6 separate regions of the Mus musculus genome follow, and regions 1, 3, 4, 5 and 6 are each linked to region 2. A link is a contact called in public Hi-C and HiChIP or PLAC-seq data. All regions are on one chromosome and are shown on one strand. Each heading gives the region's core, a stretch centred on a gene start, on an enhancer-like site or on the middle of the called end of the contact. The rest is flanking DNA. Distances are from core to core; before and after follow the strand shown.

The links. A called contact is a pair of places that touch in the nucleus more often than the background predicts. HiChIP or PLAC-seq counts read pairs in DNA pulled down with a chosen protein or histone mark.
Region 1: a contact with region 2 is called in an H3K4me3 HiChIP or PLAC-seq map of neural progenitor cells, with 11 times the contacts expected there. The contact joins the promoter of 4933433G08Rik here to the promoter of Tle3 in region 2. A contact is called at or near these places in 11 of 39 promoter capture datasets (3T3-L1-derived adipocytes, cranial neural crest, embryonic stem cells and 7 more), 9 of 484 Hi-C or Micro-C datasets (the N1E-115 cell line, brown adipocytes, cortical neurons and 6 more), 24 of 115 datasets of contacts at active chromatin or transcription factors (the 230-238 cell line, T-cell acute lymphoblastic leukemia, astrocytes and 13 more) and 2 of 9 other capture datasets (adipose tissue and pancreatic islet).
Region 3: a contact with region 2 is called in a Hi-C map of the N1E-115 cell line, with 7 times the contacts expected there. The contact joins the enhancer-like site here to the promoter of Tle3 in region 2. A contact is called at or near these places in 12 of 39 promoter capture datasets (the 3T3-L1 cell line, the C10 cell line, the HPC-7 cell line and 9 more), 3 of 15 datasets of contacts at CTCF or cohesin (CD8 T cells, large pre-B cells and pro-B cells), 40 of 484 Hi-C or Micro-C datasets (B cells, the C2C12 cell line, CD8 T cells and 25 more), 40 of 115 datasets of contacts at active chromatin or transcription factors (the 230-238 cell line, CD8 T cells, DN3 thymocytes and 29 more) and 3 of 9 other capture datasets (adipose tissue, embryonic stem cells and liver).
Region 4: an H3K27ac HiChIP or PLAC-seq map of SST interneurons shows a contact between it and region 2, with 6 times the contacts expected there. The contact joins the enhancer-like site here to the promoter of Tle3 in region 2. A contact is called at or near these places in 12 of 39 promoter capture datasets (the 3T3-L1 cell line, the C10 cell line, cranial neural crest and 7 more), 9 of 484 Hi-C or Micro-C datasets (the C2C12 cell line, cerebral cortex, cortical neurons and 3 more), 22 of 115 datasets of contacts at active chromatin or transcription factors (the 230-238 cell line, SST interneurons, T-cell acute lymphoblastic leukemia and 16 more) and 3 of 9 other capture datasets (adipose tissue, liver and pancreatic islet).
Region 5: an H3K27ac HiChIP or PLAC-seq map of acute myeloid leukemia shows a contact between it and region 2, with 4 times the contacts expected there. The contact joins the enhancer-like site here to the promoter of Tle3 in region 2. A contact is called at or near these places in 29 of 39 promoter capture datasets (the 3T3-L1 cell line, 3T3-L1-derived adipocytes, the C10 cell line and 18 more), 7 of 15 datasets of contacts at CTCF or cohesin (CD8 T cells, the NIH/3T3 cell line, embryonic stem cells and 3 more), 113 of 484 Hi-C or Micro-C datasets (the 63-12 cell line, the AML12 cell line, B cells and 59 more), 61 of 115 datasets of contacts at active chromatin or transcription factors (the 230-238 cell line, CD8 T cells, DN3 thymocytes and 41 more) and 4 of 9 other capture datasets (adipose tissue, embryonic stem cells, liver and 1 more).
Region 6: an H3K4me3 HiChIP or PLAC-seq map of intestinal villus epithelium shows a contact between it and region 2, with 19 times the contacts expected there. The contact joins the enhancer-like site here to the promoter of Tle3 in region 2. A contact is called at or near these places in 8 of 39 promoter capture datasets (the C10 cell line, cranial neural crest, frontonasal cranial neural crest and 3 more), 1 of 484 Hi-C or Micro-C datasets (bone marrow-derived macrophages), 25 of 115 datasets of contacts at active chromatin or transcription factors (the 230-238 cell line, acute myeloid leukemia, astrocytes and 20 more) and 1 of 9 other capture datasets (embryonic stem cells).

Annotation. Positions count from the first base shown.
Region 1 is chr9:61,103,571-61,106,952 of GRCm38.p6, reverse strand. 4933433G08Rik (RIKEN cDNA 4933433G08 gene) reads left to right here and starts at 1,567. Exons shown (of 2, transcript NR_105026.1): 1 at 1,567-1,799; 2 at 2,329-3,382. All of the region lies in intron 2 of Gm34004 (a long non-coding RNA gene), which reads right to left.
Region 2 is chr9:61,370,609-61,373,627 of GRCm38.p6, reverse strand. Tle3 (transducin-like enhancer of split 3) reads right to left here and starts at 1,262. Exons shown (of 20, transcript NM_009389.2): 1 at 167-1,262. The coding sequence starts at 190.
Region 3 is chr9:61,068,236-61,071,409 of GRCm38.p6, reverse strand. No RefSeq gene overlaps it. Among named protein-coding and RNA genes, the nearest start is that of Gm34004, 12 kb to the left of the region's middle. Within about 2 kb of position 1,564, at least 12 of the 459 cell types and tissues checked have an H3K27ac peak or open chromatin away from gene starts, as enhancers often do. A contact at or near this core is called in the N1E-115 cell line, where this site is marked.
Region 4 is chr9:61,637,011-61,640,306 of GRCm38.p6, reverse strand. No RefSeq gene overlaps it. Among named protein-coding and RNA genes, the nearest start is that of Gm34770, 23 kb to the left of the region's middle. Within about 2 kb of position 1,881, at least 17 of the 459 cell types and tissues checked have an H3K27ac peak or open chromatin away from gene starts, as enhancers often do. A contact at or near this core is called in the C2C12 cell line and SST interneurons, where this site is marked.
Region 5 is chr9:61,044,245-61,047,321 of GRCm38.p6, reverse strand. The region is part of intron 1 of Gm33699 (a long non-coding RNA gene); the gene reads right to left. Among named protein-coding and RNA genes, the nearest start is that of Gm46116, 11 kb to the left of the region's middle. Within about 2 kb of position 1,626, at least 18 of the 459 cell types and tissues checked have an H3K27ac peak or open chromatin away from gene starts, as enhancers often do. A contact at or near this core is called in the 230-238 cell line, the P5424 cell line, T-cell acute lymphoblastic leukemia and 4 more, where this site is marked.
Region 6 is chr9:61,798,208-61,801,257 of GRCm38.p6, reverse strand. The region is part of intron 3 of Gm34828 (a long non-coding RNA gene); the gene reads left to right. Among named protein-coding and RNA genes, the nearest start is that of Gm34828, 23 kb to the left of the region's middle. Within about 2 kb of position 1,512, at least 4 of the 459 cell types and tissues checked have an H3K27ac peak or open chromatin away from gene starts, as enhancers often do. A contact at or near this core is called in intestinal villus epithelium, where this site is marked.

The DNA.
Region 1 (3,382 bases), core at 318-2,817, 270 kb after region 2:
GGGAGGCAGAGGCAGACGGATTTCTGAGTTCAAGGCCAGCCTGGTCTACAAAGTGAGTTCCAGGACAGCCAGAGCTACACAGAGAAACCCTGTCTCGAAAAACCAAACCAAACCAAACCAAACCAAAAAAAAAAATATATAGTTGAAACAAAATTTACTATTCAGACACTCAATTTTCAGCTCAAAGTTCAGAAAGGCAACATCACAGTTAGTGACCATTACAAAATCAAATGTTTATGTGTATGATGGGCATGGGTGTTTTGCCCAAATGTGTGTCTGTGCACTGTGTAGGTACCTAGTGTCTGAGGCCAGAAGAGGGCATCAAATCCTTTGGAACTGAGACTAGAGATGGGTATGAGCAGCTGGGGATAGAATCTGGGATCCTGGAAGAGCACTCAGCTCTCTTAACTGCAGAGCCACCTCTTCCAGCACCTGGTGGCCATTTTTTAAAAAGTGACCACAAAATAAATCCCCATCAGCAAGCAAGATTCACTTACATGCACCCACACGAGATGAGAGCCAGTTATTAATAAGATTAATTTATATGTACCCACATGAAATGAGAGCCAGCTATTAATAAGCTAACTTGTGTGCATCTTAATATTATTTCTGTGAAAAAAGCACATATGTTCTTAAATGCAGTCAATAAATAAATCAAGAAAGTACACAGATGCATCCACTGAGGACTTCCCTGGGAAGGAACTGGTGCCGCAAAGTGGGGGGACACCACAAGAACTTTAATCTCATGCTTTCTTCACGCTATCTTATCTTTTTATGAGTGTGATTTAGTTTTGGAATTAAAAGTTTCAAAAACAAAATCAGCTCATCCCACTCCTTTGTTCCGAGCCATTCTCTGAGTCATCTCTGCTCACGAGAGCATGGTTCTTAGTTTGGCAGGCAGAGCGCTCCGTGCTCCACTTTAGTTCAGCAGCCTGCTCAGTCTCTATGGGGGCACTGTTTCCACGGGGGTCTCCTGGTTCATTCTCACAGCCTCCTGTGAAGTGAGCCCAGAGGCCTACCTGCCGCTGCAGCCCTAGTGCCAGACGCAGAGTCTGGCCCGTGGTGAGTGCCCCAGCATCAATAGCAGAGTTACCAGAACACCTCACATCACTTTCTATTGCCAACCTCAGATTCTGAGTAATCTCACCTTTCGGATCCACCCTGTGAGGGCACAACCATCAAATGAGGAAGTGGGAAGAGAGAACGAGATGCAAGGATGATAGAGACAACAGCCCTACCCTTGTGGCTGTGGAAGCTGAAGGTCTTAATTATGGGAAATAGAGCTTCCTAACCAGGCCACGTCTCCTGGGCATCTGCCGAGCACGACATGGCTAGAGAGGGTCACACCAGGATGACCTGGGGCCTGTGTGGCCAGGCTTTCCTGTTTGCTCTGACATTCTCCCTTGTCCTGCATTTCTAAAGACCCCCTGTGAGGCCTCTAGCCACTAAGATCTCTGGATATTAGCCACAGGCTTCTCTTCTTTCCTCCTTAAATACAATTCCAGAATCTTCTTTGTCCCTATTCCAAATTCTATTGCCAAATCTAGAATCTGGGAGAACAGCACTCAATCCAAGGGCATCTTTGCTTAAACAGAGTGACTTTCCCATGGCAGTGAGCAGAAATTTCTGCGTGTCTGTCCATTCTCTTGTTTTCTCCATGGATACAAGGTGTAACTGACTAACTGACCACAGCAGCTCACAGTGCTAACCACTGAGCAACAGCATTTGATGAGCTGAGTTGTGTGGCTAGCTTGCTACCACCAGGCCCCAAGTCCTGAGCCCCAAAGGAAAGGGAAAAGGTAAATGCTTTCCATATACATCCTCCCTCAGTTGAAAGGCTGAGAGCGCCCAGACCACAATTGGAGTGATGGCCTTAGCCCAATACAGACAGAAGATCCCCAGCTAGGGCCTATGTCTTGAGCTGCACTGGCTGACTGCTGCTTCTAGGCGACTCTTCTCACTACTTCAGACCATACTCCTGGGAATACTAAGGAAGAAGGATTGTGGGAATGTCACAGAGATGTACAGACAGAGGCGGGAGTAAGGTTTCAAGACCTAATAATTTATGGACATAGAAATCTAGATGCTCGGGAGGAAGACATTTAATAAATCCATCCCCGTCAATACTATACAAGACCGGATTAGAAGCTGTCCCTCCAGAGAAGTATGGGGCAGGGACCACCTGGGGGCTTGATTGCTAGGGATCAAATGAAGAAAGTCTCAGGCACGAGGCACACCAGGGCCAGGTGGGGAGCCTGGGAAAATGACCAAGAACGGGACATCAGGACTAGAACATGTTAGTAACAGGAAACAACTCGGTCTTTTCAGATAACACTGCGACAGACAGAAGAACACAGCGGAAGTTAACAAGTGCCTCTTCCAGCACAGTATCTCCCTCTGAAGCTTCCCACCCCTTCAGAGGACAACTGTGCAGAAGCCCACAGTGGGCCTCTGTAACAGCCAGTCCCAGTGCCTAGGTAAACCAAGCACCAGGCTGAGCATGCCTGGGCACCTTCTTGTCATGTCTTATTTACCATGAGCAGTGAAACAAGGGCTCTTGCCATTCCTACCTGTTGGGTGTGAAACAGAACCCACAATGTTGAACGACTTACCCAAGGTCACACGGCCAGCCAGAGAGGAGGTGCTAACTCAGATGCATTCAGGTGTGTTGGAGAGACACGCTCCCCACGTGATCATGTCTGAAAGGTGAAAGGCCCTGGTAGGAATCAAGAAGATGACAGTATAAACGTGCAGATTGGCAGCCTAGACAGGCTTGAGGGACATCTAACCCAGCAAGGTCATGAATGTTAGCATTGTAAGGTCAAGACAGAGCATGGTTGCTTATATTCTCACATCAGCTCTTTTGAAAAGGGACTAAAAAGTTCAGAAAGGTATGGGTTGAGGTAGGGGATTCGTTGCCAGTGATTCTCAGGCCCGTTCCACATTAGGCTATATAGTTGTCACTTTGGGGGTTAGAGACAAAAGTGGCACGTAATCAGAGGCTGTGGAAGATGCTGAGGACTCCAGAGGTTGGCATGGAGGCAGGTGGACTCTCCATTTGCAGAGGAGATGAGCTCTGCCTCTAATGCATCTTTGCAACATCAATGCATCCCTGAAAGTGTTCCAACTCAATCCAGGATGTTCCCTCTGGCTCCCTGAAGTCATGCCTGCTGTCCCCACATTGAAACACGTAGCTTACATAGACAGCGCCGTTACCTCCCACCTCTGAACACAGTTGGAACCGCTCACAAAAGACTTGCCAAAGACATGGGTTGACCTGTTCCTAAGATACAGGGTACAAAGGCAGCTGTCTATGCAAGTTCACAAATGGCTCCCAAGGGGTCTTGGCTGGACTTAGGGCCCTACATCTGACTGGTGGTTG
Region 2 (3,019 bases), core at 13-2,512:
ACCCTTGGCTCTCTACGGCGCCCCCACCCACCCAGCCCCTTTGTGTGAGCGCACACACGCGCGCGCACCATAAAGGTAGCAACAAGCAAAATGGAGGTGCTAGATAAACTGCCTCGTTTACCCTGCCATGATAGATGCTTAAATAAGCCTAGTTGCAATTACTCACCGGATGTCTGCCTTGCGGATACATGGCAGGGAGGGGTCGCGATTCCGAGAGCTTGGAAGCGCTGAGAGCCCGAGCCGGGGACGTGCGGGGGAGGGGGGAGGCGAGCCCGAGCGGGGGGCGGCCGGGGAACCGAGAGCTCGCCCCCGGCCCCCCCAGCCCGCTCTCGCAGCGAAATCCCAGAGTCGGGCGTGCGCCCCAAGTGCAGACAAAGAGCGGCGGAGCGAGCGGCAAAGTCGTCGGCGGGCTCGCGCTTTGTGCGCCTAGGGCTCGGCCGGCTGCGGCCGGCCGCCTTCCCCCGGCTGCGTGAACAGTGTCAGAAGCCGGGTCTGCGTGGACATCATCGGCTCCCTGGCGGCTCCAGTGCGGAATCCCGAGGCCGGGGGTTTGCGGGAAGGGGGATTCTCCTGTCCCCTCACGGGTCAATCAGGACGATGAGGCTGGAGGGGGGCGCGTCTGGGCAGCCCGGAGCATCCGGGGCGCGCGGGTCAGATCCCAGAGGCGGTCGGGCCCGGAGCTCGCGGCGAGAAGAGAAAGGAAGCAGGCCACCGAGGTGACGGCTTGAGGACCGTGGGTGAGGGCTAGAGCCCAGCGAGGACGCTTCGACGCCCCCCCACCCCCCTCGGAGAGGAGAGCCTGCTGTTCCGTCTGCTCCTGCCGCCGCCGCCAGCCCTTCCCAGGGTCGAGGAGGAACTCCGGGCTCAGTCGGTGCAAATAATGAGCCGTGGCATCCTAACTCCAGCCGGCATAGGAAGCCTCGGCGAAGGGGTCCTCTGCTTTCAAGTGGATCGGCCGCGTCTCTGGCGAGGAGCGGTCTGCGTCCTGCCGCCTAGGAGCGCGCAGGCTGGAGAGCACCGGAGGGGGAGACGTAGCCCGAGCCCGGGAGCTCTGCGGCTTCTTTCCTTCCTCCCAGCCTGGCTCTCCTCTCCGCGCCCCGACAAACCCCCAAAACACACAAGCACACGCACTCAACACACACACGTACACGCACTCAAAAAAAAAAAAAAGTGCCTCGGACCTGCGGATACCACACACAGACAGGCGAAGGGGGCCGAGCACGAGGTCTGAACTGCCGCGAGAGCAGTTCCAAATAGGGACTGAAAAGTAACAAAATAATGTGGCGGCTTCGCCTAGCGTTGGCCAATGGGAGTGCGAGGCTCCCACGTGGGGCCACGGGACTCGGACTGCGACTGGGCGCCGCCAGGCGCGACGTCACAATGCCCTCTTGTGTCTAAAACTATGCATGAAAAGTAGCAATCAGGCCCTACCCGCTGGTGACTTTCGCTTGGGAGTGAAAAACAGCGCTCCTCACATCAGGAATTAACCGAAAGACATATAATAAATAGATATATATTATAGTCCTGGGCTGCTAGGTTTTTTTTCTTCTTTTTTTCCCACGATCTACTAGCAAATAATTATTTGGCGGGAGGGGAGAAGGAGAAAACGAGTAACAACAAAAGGGGGGGAAAAAAGGACAAGCTGTACAATCCTTAAAACCTGTGGCTGGTAGTAATGGATCAGTTGATTCTGCAGAGGCGGCGAACGATTGCCCCCCTCTAATCTCATTAGGGTTGCAAAGCAGCCCAATTAGATACTATAAAACAAACAGAATCACTTTGTCAGTTTAATGTTTTCACTTCAAAAGATTTAGGACCGATAAAATGCTGGCACCCAAAGTTACCTCCGACCTCTAAGACTGTTCTCCAAACTGAGTTTCTCTTTCTTTTATCCGTTTCTGCCCCCTCTCCCACCCTTGGGCGCCCCGCTTTTCTCCTTTGTTCATTCGCCCTTCTTTTCAGAAAGCCAAATAAACAGCGCCTCTGATGCAAGGCGGCTGCCGGCGAGGGGGAAGTCTGAGAACTCTGGCTTGGCGGGCCGCGCAGATGGAAGGGCCTGGCAGTCTGCGGACAACAGGCTCAGTAGTGCGGCTAGCCCCATTTGGGGCTCTTGCCCTTTGGGGACAGCTACGTCCTGGCCGCAGCCTTGCCAAGGCGGGTTCCTCAGCAGTGCTCCGGGCCCGAGATGGTGAAGAAGGGAAAGCACGGAGTTGGGGCCCTCCTGGCTACGACCCAGAGTTCCGACCCCGTTTCTTGGCCTGATGGCCTGCCTGGGCACATGCATCGGCAGCCACCCGTGGAAGAGCGACTGCGAGCCTGGAGCGTCCCTGGTCACCAGCATAGACACCCAAGGAGGCGTAGATATTCGACTCTGGGGCCCATCTGCTCGCAGACAAGGGTCACGTCAGGGCACACTGCCCACCCTAGGTCCGCCGGCCTCGGAGAACCAACGCCGAGTGGGCCGCCCAGGTGTCCTCGGGTCCCTCCCGGCTTTCCCACCAAGCTTGCACGCAAGCACACGCTCCTGGCCCGTTGCGGGCGCGCGCGAGCCGGCCGCGCGCCCCCGGAATCTATATTTTCCCCTCATTAGGAGCCTGAGTTTCGCGTTTGCATCTTAATGAGTAGCTGGGAGCGCGCGGGGACCTCCACGTGAGCGGCCGCCCCGAGATGGAGCCTCTCAGCGCCCGCTCCGGCCTCGACCACGCTCCCCTCTTCATTTATTTATTCTCCTAAATAAAAACATAAATCGTGTACGATGCGCACCGAAAAGGGGGAGGGGGCAGGGAGAAGCCTAGCTCGACAGATGCGAGCATCTGGCCAAAGCATCCATTAGTCTCAAAATGGCTCCTCTTTGGAGCTTCCCTCTCCCCTCCCCCTTCTCTGCCCTCCCCCTTACGTCACGGGTGGGCGCACCCGCTTCCTACCCGGCCCGCCCCTTTCTCGCTCCAGCCCCCACGTGGGGCGCGCCGGCCACGCCCCCGAGCAAGTCTAAAACCCAATCACAGACCAGCAAAGAGAC
Region 3 (3,174 bases), core at 315-2,814, 300 kb after region 2:
AAGTCACCGAGGTAGGGCCAGATTTAAAAAGCTCCAGCCAATTTATCCAATATCACAAATGAGTACAAATGACAAAGTTCCCCTAAAGTCCAGAGATCCAGATGGGTGTCTGCTTCTGGCCAAACACGCATGATATATTCTTCTTAATAAAGCCAGCCTCGTGTCCTCAAATTATCCAAGGAATACATTTGCCCACCCACAGCGGTGGGGGAAGCGATTACTTATTAATAAGGCAATAGCTAAATCTAATTATATCCCCATCAGAGGCAGCTGGTAATAAAACCCGGCTGGTCTTCCAGAGCTTGGTGACCTCGCTGACCTCAAATCAAAGTTTAAACCATCCTTCAGCTTCCCCTGCACCCCCAGCACACCTCCCAATTACGAGCACCCTGGTGCCTCTGTCTGCCAGGGGTCAGAGGTCGCCGCATGCACTAGCTGGCTGGGAGCGGGGATGGGACTTTAGAAATCTCATTATCCTGTTAACCATACATTTATCTGACAAGATAAAAGAGACTAGGTGACCAAGCTATCATTAAAGATTAATAGAAAGTATAAAAAATTCAGCTGCAACGAGCATCACTGTTTAGGGCTTGTGATCGGCCTGACAGGGTTATTAATCAGGGAGCCAAAAAGATTTAGGTCTTTGCTCTTGATATTTTTCTATTTTTATTTTCAGGGTTTTTTTTTTTCCCTCCCTTCTGTCTTAAGTCATTACCTTGTCTCCTACCACCTCAAACCGGAGGTCAGAGGAAGCTGCTGTTAATTGGTTCTTCTGTGTTTTTTTTTTTTTTTTTAAATCACAACCCACTGGGCCAATTATAAAATTGCCAGGACTCGGAAGGATGCTAGTGGACTGGGACAGGGATTCAAGCTGCCTCCCTGAGCTGCGCCCCCCTCCTCCAGTGCCAGGCCTGTTTGTTGGCAGGGAAAATCGATATGTTTTTAATTTAATTCAGTCCTGGAAGGCACACCCAAGCCCCAAGACGCCCTCTCCTCATTCGTGATTCCATTTCAATTTTACATGAAAAGATTTTCCAGCCCACGCCTACGGAGGCATCAGAGGGCAGGATCCTCCTCATCATCTTTTTTTTAAGGCATAGGGAATCTTTTTTATTCTTTCTGATACTATCTCTTAGCGCCCACCCACCCCTGCTGCCCTGCATCTCCCCCGCATCCTCCTCCTTTTTGATCATAAATCAATGTCTTTTTCCTGGGCTGCCCTGAGAGACGCCAGCGCCGATGAAAACTGAGCTGATTCTCCACTGCCACCCTAGGCCCAAGGCAAAGAGAAAGGGTGGGGAGAGAGGATGTCCAGAGCCCCCAAAGCTTCCCTGGGCTCACACAAGGCTCAGAAGTCTGTGCTGGGAGCCATGCTGGCCAAAGCTCTGCAGGGTTCTGGGATCAAGTGCCCAGAACTGAGCCCTGGGATGTTGGTGCAGTTTTCCAGAATTCTCCACTGCTGCCTAGTGACATCAGGAGATTCGACTAGGCTGGCTGAGCTACTGCCTAAGTTGGATAATGGGGACCCACCCCCTCGCTCTGTGACAGGCTGTTTGAAGATCAAATGGAATCCCTAAGAGCAGTAGTCTATTGTAATCGCTTCCTGCTGCATTTCCGTTTCCTCCCCCAAGCCGTTAAAGCTAATCTGATAGATCAATTAAGGGTAAAATGTGATTGGCTGACCTCTGGATAGCTGCCAGAGTTCAAGGACAACATTTTATTCCAGTGTAAGCGTTGTGCCCATCACCCACCAACATGTCCTCCCTCCAAAGCAATGATTCGCGTGCATCTTCCCAATAGGAGGAGCTGTTCTTGCCTCCAGGAGCACAGCTTATATACTAGGGGATAAACCAGGGAATGTTCTCATTAGGGTCAAAGGTCAGAGTTGAGCACATAAGGCTCAGGATCCAGTCCAGGAAGCCAAGGTATATGGAATAGAATGGGGAAAAAAAATAGGAAAAAAAAAAGCTCAGGATGGAAAGAGGAGTTCAGGCTAGGTCAGAAGTGGCTCAGGCTGTGCAGTGAGAGAAGTCCTTCAGACCTTGAAAAAGATTGTGTCTGCAGCTCCGAGGCTCAGGGCCAGACCTGATGGTTTCTGGGTCTGGCAGCTCTAGACACTGTAAATCAATCTGTCAGTCCAGAGCTGGTGAGCGTGGCGTGGAAAGAATGCTTCCTTCCTCTGGAAAACCACACAGGTGGGGAAGAGGGAAAGTAGGTTGTGGGAAAGACGTTGAGCAGGAGAGCAGCATGGGAAGAGCAGCACTGGGAAACGTCACATTTCTGGACACAAACTTCCAGTGACGTCATGCTGAAAACAGGGAAAGGAAGAGGGAGGGATGGACCTAGAAGCCCTAGGGAGGGTGGCCATGCACCTGTCCAGGGAGGACTCAGCCAAGGCCATGCTGGGACAGTGACACTAGAGGATAGCAGGCCTAGGGAGAGCTGGATGTGGCAGCAGATCCGCTGACTGAGTGACTCCATTTTACACCATCATCTCAGACAAAGATCTATCCCTGCCTCGAAGGAGATGGGGATGCACGGGGCTGGACAAGCAGGAGCTGGGGTGTCGGGGTGCCCAGTGTCAGGACACCACAGCTGCTTCTCACCTTTCTCCCCCACCTCCTCACACTGGCCCCAACTGAAAACATGTGGGATTTATTTTGGAAGTTCTATTGGCTAGTGACTTACTAAGGTGTGTCTCGGGGTCATAATTACAGATGAAGATGTTCCCTTAAGCATTAGGGCTCTTGTTGGAAGACTGAGCATCAGAAAACAGAAGCTGAGATAGACATGTGAGCAGACCTCACAGAGAGACAGCGTCATCAGCTACCTCCAATACCTGGAGGACTCTGGAGCCAAGAAAGGCATCCTGGGATGGAATGTGCATCCTGGGGGCTGTGGGTGCATGTGTATAGATTTTGTCTGTTTTTTGTGTTGAAGAGAGTAAAGCAGAAGTGTCTATAAAGAGCCTACTGTGTCTTCTATAAAGAGCCTACTGTGTCTAGGTAGGTGCTTTGCTCATGCTCTTACATATTCTTTAACTATCAGTGGGGTTAAACAGTTGTACCATGGGAACTGTTCAACTGTGATCAGGCAGTTTTCTCTTGTCCTTGGCAAAGCTAGTCATTAAACATTAGCCAGCAGCCGGGCATGGTGGCACACACCTTTAATCCC
Region 4 (3,296 bases), core at 632-3,131, 270 kb before region 2:
ATGACATTAGGGTTTAGAATTTCAACATTCAGACACGTAAGAAGGGAGGGGGGAAGAAGCAGAGGAAAAGGGAGGAAGGCACATGAATCTTCAACAGAGGTCTCTTTAGAGTTATGTCACTGGCGTGGAGAGATAGCTCGTGCGCTAGCCTCAGGAGCTTGATGTCCTAAATCCAGTGTCACAGTAGAGAGAACCAACTTCCCAAAGACGTCCTCTGACCTCCATCCGTGAGCCGTGACAGAAGCATGCCACAGACACACAATAATAACAATGATAAGTTCAAGCTGCATCATGAACTCCTACAGTGGTGTGTGGTGTGTGTTTACATCTGTGCTCAGCCATTGCTCATACATTCTCCATCCACTATAAATATTCATGTTAAATATCCTCGAAAACTTCACAAGTGGCCTCTACCTACTTGGCTTTCAGTTCACCATCTGTTGAGTGTATGTGTGTCTGTGTATGTGTCTGTCTCTGTGTGTGTGTGTGTGTGTGTGTGTGTGTGTGTGTGTGTGTGTGTGTGTGTGTGCTGGGGGGGGGAGGGGTCAGAAACACAATGTCTCTTTCTCTTGAGCCAGGGTGAAAGAGAAGGAGCGGTGTCTTGGTATTAGAATTGTAGGTCTGCTCCAGCATTGGCTTTCTGCTACTCCAAGGGCTTTCCTTACTCGGCTGTTCAACTTCCTTAACCTCCGTGGGTCTCGTTTTATCTTCCTGATTGAAGGGTCTTCTATCCAGATCCCATAATTTGGTGAAGGGGATCATGTATGCATGGTGATGTAAGATGTATGGGGTTTCTCTTCTTGGATGGCCTAGAATACTTCTTACGGTGGAGGGTAGGAGCCAGGGCACATTCTTGGGAGGTCAACAGGAGCCTCTTTAGTATGCTCTGCTTAGATCTCTGGGCTTATCGATGAACAAAATAGATTATAGACTACATCGGGCAGGAGTAGAGTGTTCACTTCATTTTGCCACTGACAATCCCCATACACAAGTCTTCCAATCTTCTGGACCTCGGTTTCCCCTTCTCTATGATAGTACAATGCCTATCTATGCCAGATACTTTTAGAACGGTGCCAGACATTGCAGAATGCCACAGAGAACGGTGGCTGCCATCACTGTTTGATTAGGCCCCAGTACCGCACTGAATCACATGTAACCAGAAACTCCCAGCTCAAGTAAGAGAAAGAACGCCCAGGTCTTTTGCTTGTTTTAGATCTACTGGTGACTCACGAAAGCACATGACAGTCCCTCGGTGCTGTTTAGAGAACATGGTGAAACTTTAGATGAAGTTTGGCTAAAGGCAGAGTGATTAACTGCTCTCACGCCGGTCCTTCCTTCTCTCCTGGAAAGCCACAGAAATTCAGCCAACGAGATTAAATTATCATTATGCGGCATTGATACCCAACACTGTGCCCATTAAGTGCATTCATTAGCTAGGGAAAGTTTAGCAAATCCCACTTGCTAGCTACTCGAGTCCTAACCCCTCCTTACTTTCCCATCAAAAGGCACCCCCAAGTTTCTATGCACTTATCAAAGACTTCCCAACTTTCTTCCCAAACTATTCCTTACTAGTCTGGAGTTTCTACCCATTGGAGAGACTGCCTTCCGAAGGATATAAATAGGGCCAATTTAGACATCTCTTTTGTCACGGCTCTACCGAGGACTGAAGGACAAAATAAAGAGATTCCTGAGACTTCTTTAAATGTTCCTTCAAGTCTTAGCTCTCTCCTATGTGAGAGCAAATGGATTTCAATTATACCAATCCTGTGAGCAGGAAACACAGAATTGAGGTCTTAAATTCGCCCCATTCACCGGTGATTCGGGTTTGTTTAGGCTGCCAATGAATCTCTGTGCTGGCAGTGTTAGGGCGCCTGGGAGCTTGGTTTGATTTCACATAGAGATGCTTCACCATTCAGGGCAGCATCCCAGGTGTGCAAGGCACAAAGGCCTTGATATCCCTGTGATTTCTCATTGAATTGGGAGTCAATCACACAGCTGTTGAAGTCCCTTCTGCACCACGTTGGCCCTGTTCTGCATGAATTCAGCACGGGGTAGAGCAAGCCCATGGTTGAGCTTCTGGCTGGTCGAGGTAGTCTCTGGAGAAACACCCCACTTACTCTTCTGCCTTGCTCTGGGGTGAAGGAGAAGGCGAAATTTCTCTATGAACTCTGTGGTTTGGCACAGAGGAAAGTGTTTTTGTTCCCTGGTGTGCCCTATCTGCTTCCATTTTCTTATTTCTCTGATGTTTTAGTCTGTATCAGAGCTAATCCTCACGTCAGGTAAGAACTGAGGATCTTCTAGAATATTCTTTCTGCTCAGTGAGCTAAAATATTAGTTTCTGTCACCTCTAGCTAGACTTGCAGCTCTTTGAGATGGGATCATGGGAGACTGCCTTTACCTTCCAAGGAAAATTGGGTAGACCACAGGATGGCTTGAAAGGTGTTGCTCTGCTTAGGACTGAGGCTGCCGAATTAGCTTTAACTATTAGCTTGACATAGACTAGGGTGATCTGAAAAAGGAATTCTCTAGATCAATTGGCCTCTGGGGGATTGTCTTAATTGCTCTTTGAGGGTTGAGGGCCCGCCCACCATCCCCAGACAGGTGGTCCTGGGCTGGATAAGGAATCTGTCTAAGCATGAGCCTGCGAGCAAGCCAGCAAGCTGTGTTCCATCACAGTTTCCGCTTCAAACTCCTGCTGGACTTCCTGCCTTGACCTCCCTTATTGGTGGATTGTGACTTCCAAGTGTAAGCTAAATAAATCCTTTTCTTGCCTAAGTTGCTTTCGGTCATAATGTTCATCTCAAGGAAAGGAAAGAAAGGAAACAAGAATGTGGTCAGATTGCATTGACACACAAAATTCTGTTGGAGTTTGGGAAGGCTTGAAGAAAAATCTAAGTCTGTCCTGAGGTAGGCATATAGAGTCCTGGGCAAATGGGAACTCCATTTTCCCTATAAGACATGGGCAGAGATGCCAGAAGGTGAGTTGTGCATCCTTCTGGCTAAAAATGTGGGGTGTGAACATGGCTTGGTCCCTTCCAAGATGTTCGGCTGGCAGGCTGCTGCTGCGTGTCTGACTGGCAGCTCAAAGCATTCTGGGGTTGGGTTGCGGGACCCACAGGGGCCTTAGGATCTGGCTAGTTGTCTGGAGGCCAGTGTGGCTGTAATTCAGTGTTAAGATTCTCTTTGGGCTAAGATGTGGGGTAGTATATCATACCAAGACCCCACACTCATACCTTTCCCACACACAGAGAGGGACTTGTAGAAATGATACTTTCTGCTTTAATGGGACAAAGACA
Region 5 (3,077 bases), core at 377-2,876, 330 kb after region 2:
ACAGCGTGCCTCTCTAATTCATTCTGCCCTGCAGCAGGTGAGCATCCAGTGTGCTGCGCCTTCCTTAAGTTCCCAGTGTCAGGGGCTGAGTCTTACAAGCATCAGTTTCCCATGGAGCATGAAGCCTAGGGGCTGGCAGGATGGCTTAATGGGTGAAGGCACTTGCTGCCAAGTCTGATGACCTGGGTTCAATCCCCAGGATGTACACGGTGGAGAGGACCAACTCTTAAAAGTTGTCCTCTGACCTGCAAACACTCGCCATGGCTAGTGCATTACCCACCTCCCACCCCGCTCCCAACCCCACTGCCACAGACAATGTTTTGTTGCTGTTGTTGTTGTTTTTAGAAGCCTGCTTCTGCTGTTGCTGGCATGTGTGTTTCCAGTTTCAGCCCACTTTAAAGAAATGTCACAGGACAGAGTACTGCACCCTAGTCACACACCCACACGCACCACTGATTAGGCATCAAGGGAAGGGCAAGGGCAGTGAGCATGAAAAGTCTAATCCTGCACCTGCACCTCGGTTCCAGAGCAGCAAGTGCTAAGGGACAAAATTTCCTACCACAATTCTGTGAGCCTAGGGTTTGAATTCACACTAGACCCGGGACAAGGCAAGCCATCCAGGTTGGTGGCGCCCCCTCGTGGTTTGTAGAAGCAACTACAAGTGCTATCTACAAGTAAGGTATCTCGAAATGTCCCCTAGAAGGGGGAAAAATGCCACCAGTTGAAAGCCACTGATTGAGATCCTCAAATCTTTGCATATAACAATGATGCGGCCCAAATATATAACACATATGAATTAAATGAATAGAAACAAAGGTGGAATAGAAAAAAATAGCAAAAGTATAAGACACTATCAAAAGTTATAGCCAGAAGCTTGGTTAAGATCAAGGTTTCTGGAAATGAAAAATATACGCAGTGAACATGGATAAAGAAGAAATTAATGAGTTAGAAGGCAACTTTGAAGAAATCACATCAAGTGCATCAAGAAGGCAAAAGCTAGGGCCTGGGGAGATGGCTCAGTGGTTAGGAACACTGACTGTTCTTCCAGAGGTCCTGAGTTCAATTCCCAGCAACCACACGGTGGCTCACAAACATCCGTGAAGTGATCAGATGCCCTCTTCTGGTGTGTCTGAAGACAGCTACCGTGTACTTATATACATAAAATAAATAAATAAATAATTCTTTTTTTTTTAAAGAAAGCAAAAACTAAACATAAAAATGTACCAGAGAGGCTAAAAGTTAGGGCTCTGTGGTCGTCTGTGTCTAAAATGACCAACTTGGGGGAAGGGCTCAAGGAGAATAAATGGGATGGGAAGGGGTGGTGTTTAAAAGGATAATGCCAGAGAGACACGCTTGGGTTCTCACAGCAGTGAGTATGATGGGTGCCAGGTGGTGTGGAGGTGCCGCTTTCTGTGAGTTGGATGTAGAAAAGAAGGGCTGAGAACTGAGAGTGAGTGCCCATCTAACCCACAGGTCCCTTTAAGGGCTGCCCTGTATGGCACCAGGGACCACAGAGTCCCAAAAGGCACTTCATCGTGGGAACAACTGACTGGAGCGTGGCTTTGGAGGGCAGGCTCTTCCAAAGCTGAGGCGAGAGACCTTGATATGAGGCCTGTGTTCTACAGAGCAGCCAGGTGGGCTCTCTGGGGGTAGATTCAGGAAGACGGGGGTTGAGGAGGGGGCAAGGCAGTGTTCCACACAGGGAGAAGGATGAAAAAGAAATACATGGGCAACCCTGAACACTGTGCACCATGATGAGGGACATTTAAGGGAGCTGTCTCAGCCTGATGAGTGGCCAGAGAGGCCATTCTAGAAAGGTCCCTTGAGCAATACGTTGGGGTGCTTGGACTTGAAACGGTGCTAGCCTTTGACAAACTACAACCTGCAGGCCACAGCTGGTTTACTGCTGTTTTTGTAAATAAAGCTTTATTGGAACACAGCCCTGCTCATCCACCCAGCTCATTCACAGATCCCTGAGGTGTCTCCGAGTTGTAAGAACGATACACGGCTGGGAAAATGAATTTTGAACTCAACCCAAGTGAGAAGCTTCAGGGGGCACAACCACCAGAGACGGATTCAAAGCCGGATGTATGATGAATCAGAAGTGCAGCAGACAGCACACAGCACACAGCTGGGTCGCATTGCACAACTTCACTGAAGCTTCAGCGAGCGTGGAACACACTCACCTTACATTGCCTATGTGGCTCACCACGCAGCACTAAGGAGACGTTGCAGCTCAGCTTTGGGGCCAGTGTGTTCTGTGAACCGCCGTGTTTCTACTGTGTGTACGTTTTCTGCTTCTCCAGAAGTGCAGTCGTTTAATGACAGAGGATAAAGACTTTTAATATTTTCCCACCACCAGCGCTTAGCATGTAAGTCTCAGATTCGTGTGTCTTCGGATTGGATTATGTTCGAATGTTTGATTTTTCAAATTGCTCTTTGAGTTGCTGACTTCAGTTACACTTTTAAGAAAACGGTTAAGTAAATTTCCACTTAGGCAAGGACAGAACTTCCAGGTTTCTGAAAGAGCCCCGAGCATGTTTCTTCTGTTTTGTGACTCTGGAGTTCTACAAAGTGGCCTCCTTATTGGTGATTACAAAATCAAAATATTGATCAGCTCTGAAAAACAGTGAAGACAGTCTACATCTTGCATACCAAATATCCATCCAAGCTCTGGCTGTTTATAAGAATGAACAAGTATGTCCTCTCACTAGGAGGCTTTCCCCCTCTTTAATAAACAATCAACTTAACTTTGCAGAATTGTTTTTAAAGCAATCTCTTCATTGACATATTATCAGTAAACATTTAATTTTTATACCTATGTTATAGACCAGTGGAGGGTCTACATTGCTTGGTTAGGAAAAGGGGTTCAAAGCAGAAAATAATTTAAGAAGATCTAGTTGTAACCTGATGTTGATGGTCTTTTTGTCTCACTGTGAAGAAATTAAAACAGTTTCCAGAGAAGCTACATGTCCCATGAAGCCTGTGACATGTGTCCTCCAACCGGACTATGAAGTCCTGGGCAGAGACAGAGTGCCAATGAAGTCTCTCAGCCAGCACCCAAGGAAAAAGAAAAA
Region 6 (3,050 bases), core at 263-2,762, 430 kb before region 2:
AGACAGCTATATCAGGGTCTTTTCAGCAAAATCTTGCTAGTGTATGCAATGGTGCCAGTGTTTGGAGGCTGACTATGGGATGGATCCCTGGATATGGCAGTATCCTATCCTCTGGTAGTACTATGTCCAATTTTTTGAGGAACCGCAAGACTGATTTCCAGAGTGGTTGTACAAGCTTGCAATCCCACCAACAATGAAGGAGTGTTCCTCTTTCTCCACATCCTCACCAGCATCTGCTGTCACCTGAATTTTTGATCTTAGCCATTTTGACTGGTGTGAGATGGAATCTCAGTGTTGTTTTGATTTGCATTTCCCTGATGATTATGGATGTTGAACATTTTTTCAGGTGCTTCTCAGCTATTTGGTATTCCTCAGGTGAGAATTCTTTGTTTAGCTCTGAGCCCCATTTTTAATGGGGTTATTTGATTTTCTGGAGTCCACCTTCTTGAGTTCTTTATATATATTGGATATTAGTCCCCTATCTGATTTAGGATAGGTAAAGAAAGATCCTTTCCCAATCTGTTGGTGGCTTTTTTGTCTTATTGACGGTGTCTTTTGCCTTACAGAAGCTTTGCAATTTTATGAGGTCCCATTTGTCGATTCTCGATCTTACAGCACAATCCATTGCTGTTCTATTCAGGAATTTTTCCCCTATGCCCATATCTTCAAGGCTTTTCCCCACTTTCTCCTCTATAAGTTTCAGTGTCTCTGGTTTTATGTGGAGTTCCTTAATCTACTTAGATTTGACCTTAGTACAAGTAGATAGGAATGGATCAATTTGCATTCTTCTACATGATAACCGCCAGTTGTGCCAGCACCATTTGTTGAAAATGCTGTCTTTTTTCCACTGGATGGTTTTAGTTCCCTTGTCAAAGAACAAGTGACCACAGGTGTGTGGGTTCATTTCCAGGTCTTCAATTCTATTCCATTGGTCTACTTGTTTGTCGCTATACCAGTACCATGCAGTTTTTGTCACATTTGCTCTATAGTAAAGCTTTAGGTCAGGCATGGTGATTCCACCAGAGGTTCTTTTATCCTTGAAAAGAGTTTTTGTTATCCTAGGTTTTTTGTTATTCCAGATGAATTTGGAGATTGCCTTTTCCAATTCGTTGAAGAATTGAGTTGGAATTTTGATGGGGATTGCATTGAATCTGTAGATTGCTTTTGGCAAGATAGCCATTTTTACTATATTGATCCTGTCAATCCATGAGCATGGGAGATCTTTCCATCTTCTGAGATCTTCTTTAATTTCTTTCTTCAGAGACTTGAAGTTCTTATCATACAGATCTTTCACTTCCTTAGTTAGAGTCACGCCAAGGTATTTTATATTATTTGTGACTATTGAGAAGGGTGTGGGTGACACTTTTGGTCTGCCTCAGCTGCAGGAGCACTGTGGCTCTTAGCTGTCTAAGAAACTCTGTGCTGTGGCATCACCCCTGCTGATCTGAACATTGTACCTCCCTCTCTGACCCATGATTATGTTTGCCCTGGTGACAGCCATGGCCTTGTGTGAGCTCAGATGAAGTTCTGGGCAACCTTCAACCCCTGATCCCTTCCTCAGAACTGCTGCCAGCTCAGGGTACTTCTGCTAACAATCATTTCCACTGTCGTGCTGGCCTTGACATGAGCCAGGACTACTGTCCTCAAGGCTTAGAGTAACAGTACAATAAAACCATATACAAATGCAACAGCTCTCTTCCTCTCCCTCCCTCTCCCCCTCTTCCTCCCCCCTCCTCCCTCATCTTATGTAGTCCAGTCTGGTTTTGAACACTTCTGATCCTCCTGTGTCTATCAGCTTACTACCATAACCTGTTTCTGAAGGTGCTAGCAGGGCCTTGTATACACACCAGGCAAGCACTCCATCCACTGAGCTACATCCCAAGTAGAGGCGTTAGTTTCTCTCTATGACTGTCCGTACACCTCTCATTCTCAAGTCGGTGGCTCATCCTCTGAGCCAAGAAGGCGTGCTTCTCCTTTGCTTTGTCCATGGGACCTAGTACAGTGGTTTATCCCCAGCAGATGCTCTGCAAGTACTTTTGTTGTCTAAGTGAGGAACAGACCCCTCCCCTGCCACACACATACCAATCCCGACCCCTCCCCCAACACCAAGCCTTCCAGTGTCATTCCACAGGGCAACTCCAGCATCTGGGGACTCTGGTACATACATGCACCCCAAACCCCCATCTTGATTCATCCTGCAGACAGATGTCCCTTGGGAGTGATGGGGCAGTATAACTGAGTAAGAAAGGATGCTCACACTAAGAGATCTGACCAGGTTCCCAGCACCAGCACCAGTACACGGCTGTATGCAGTTCCCAGCCCTGTAAAAGGAGAAGAAAAATAGGTCATATGCACCAAACCCACACTATACCATGTGATCTGAGAAATCTCTCTGCAGTCTCATTTCAGTGAGCCAGAAATAGCCACTCTCGCATTACTGTGTGGGCACACATGCAGGTTCACATGTACCTATATGTGCATATGTGTATGTGTGTGTGCACGTGCACACACAAGCCTATGTGTGCTCATATGTAGGCATGTGTGTGGAGGTCTGAAGACAACCTTAAGTGTCGTTCTTCCCCAGGCACTGAGCCTGGGTCTCTTGGACCCAGAGTTTACCCTTTGAGCTAGGCCTCCACTTCCCCAGCTCTGGGATTACAGGAATATGCTACAGCACCTGGCTTTTTATGTGGGTTCTGGGGACCAAACTCAGGTTCTTATGCTCACACAGCAAGCGTTTTACAGAGCTGCTTCTCCAGCCTCATCGCTCTATTTTTTTTTTAAGATGGAAAAAATCTAAATCAGAATAGTTCATAAAGCCAGGTGTGGTAGCAGAGAATCGAGAGTTCAAAGCCAGCCTGAGCTTCATGTCAAGAGTCTATCTCCAAAAGTTAAACCAACCAAACAACAAGAAAACAAAATTAAAAATTAGAATAGTTTATTTGCTCTGAGTTAGGGAACAGACAGAGGCGAAACCTGAGCTCAGGCAGCCTGTTAGTCAGCAGATACCCATTCGCATAGGTATCTCATGAATAAACAGAGCACCTCAG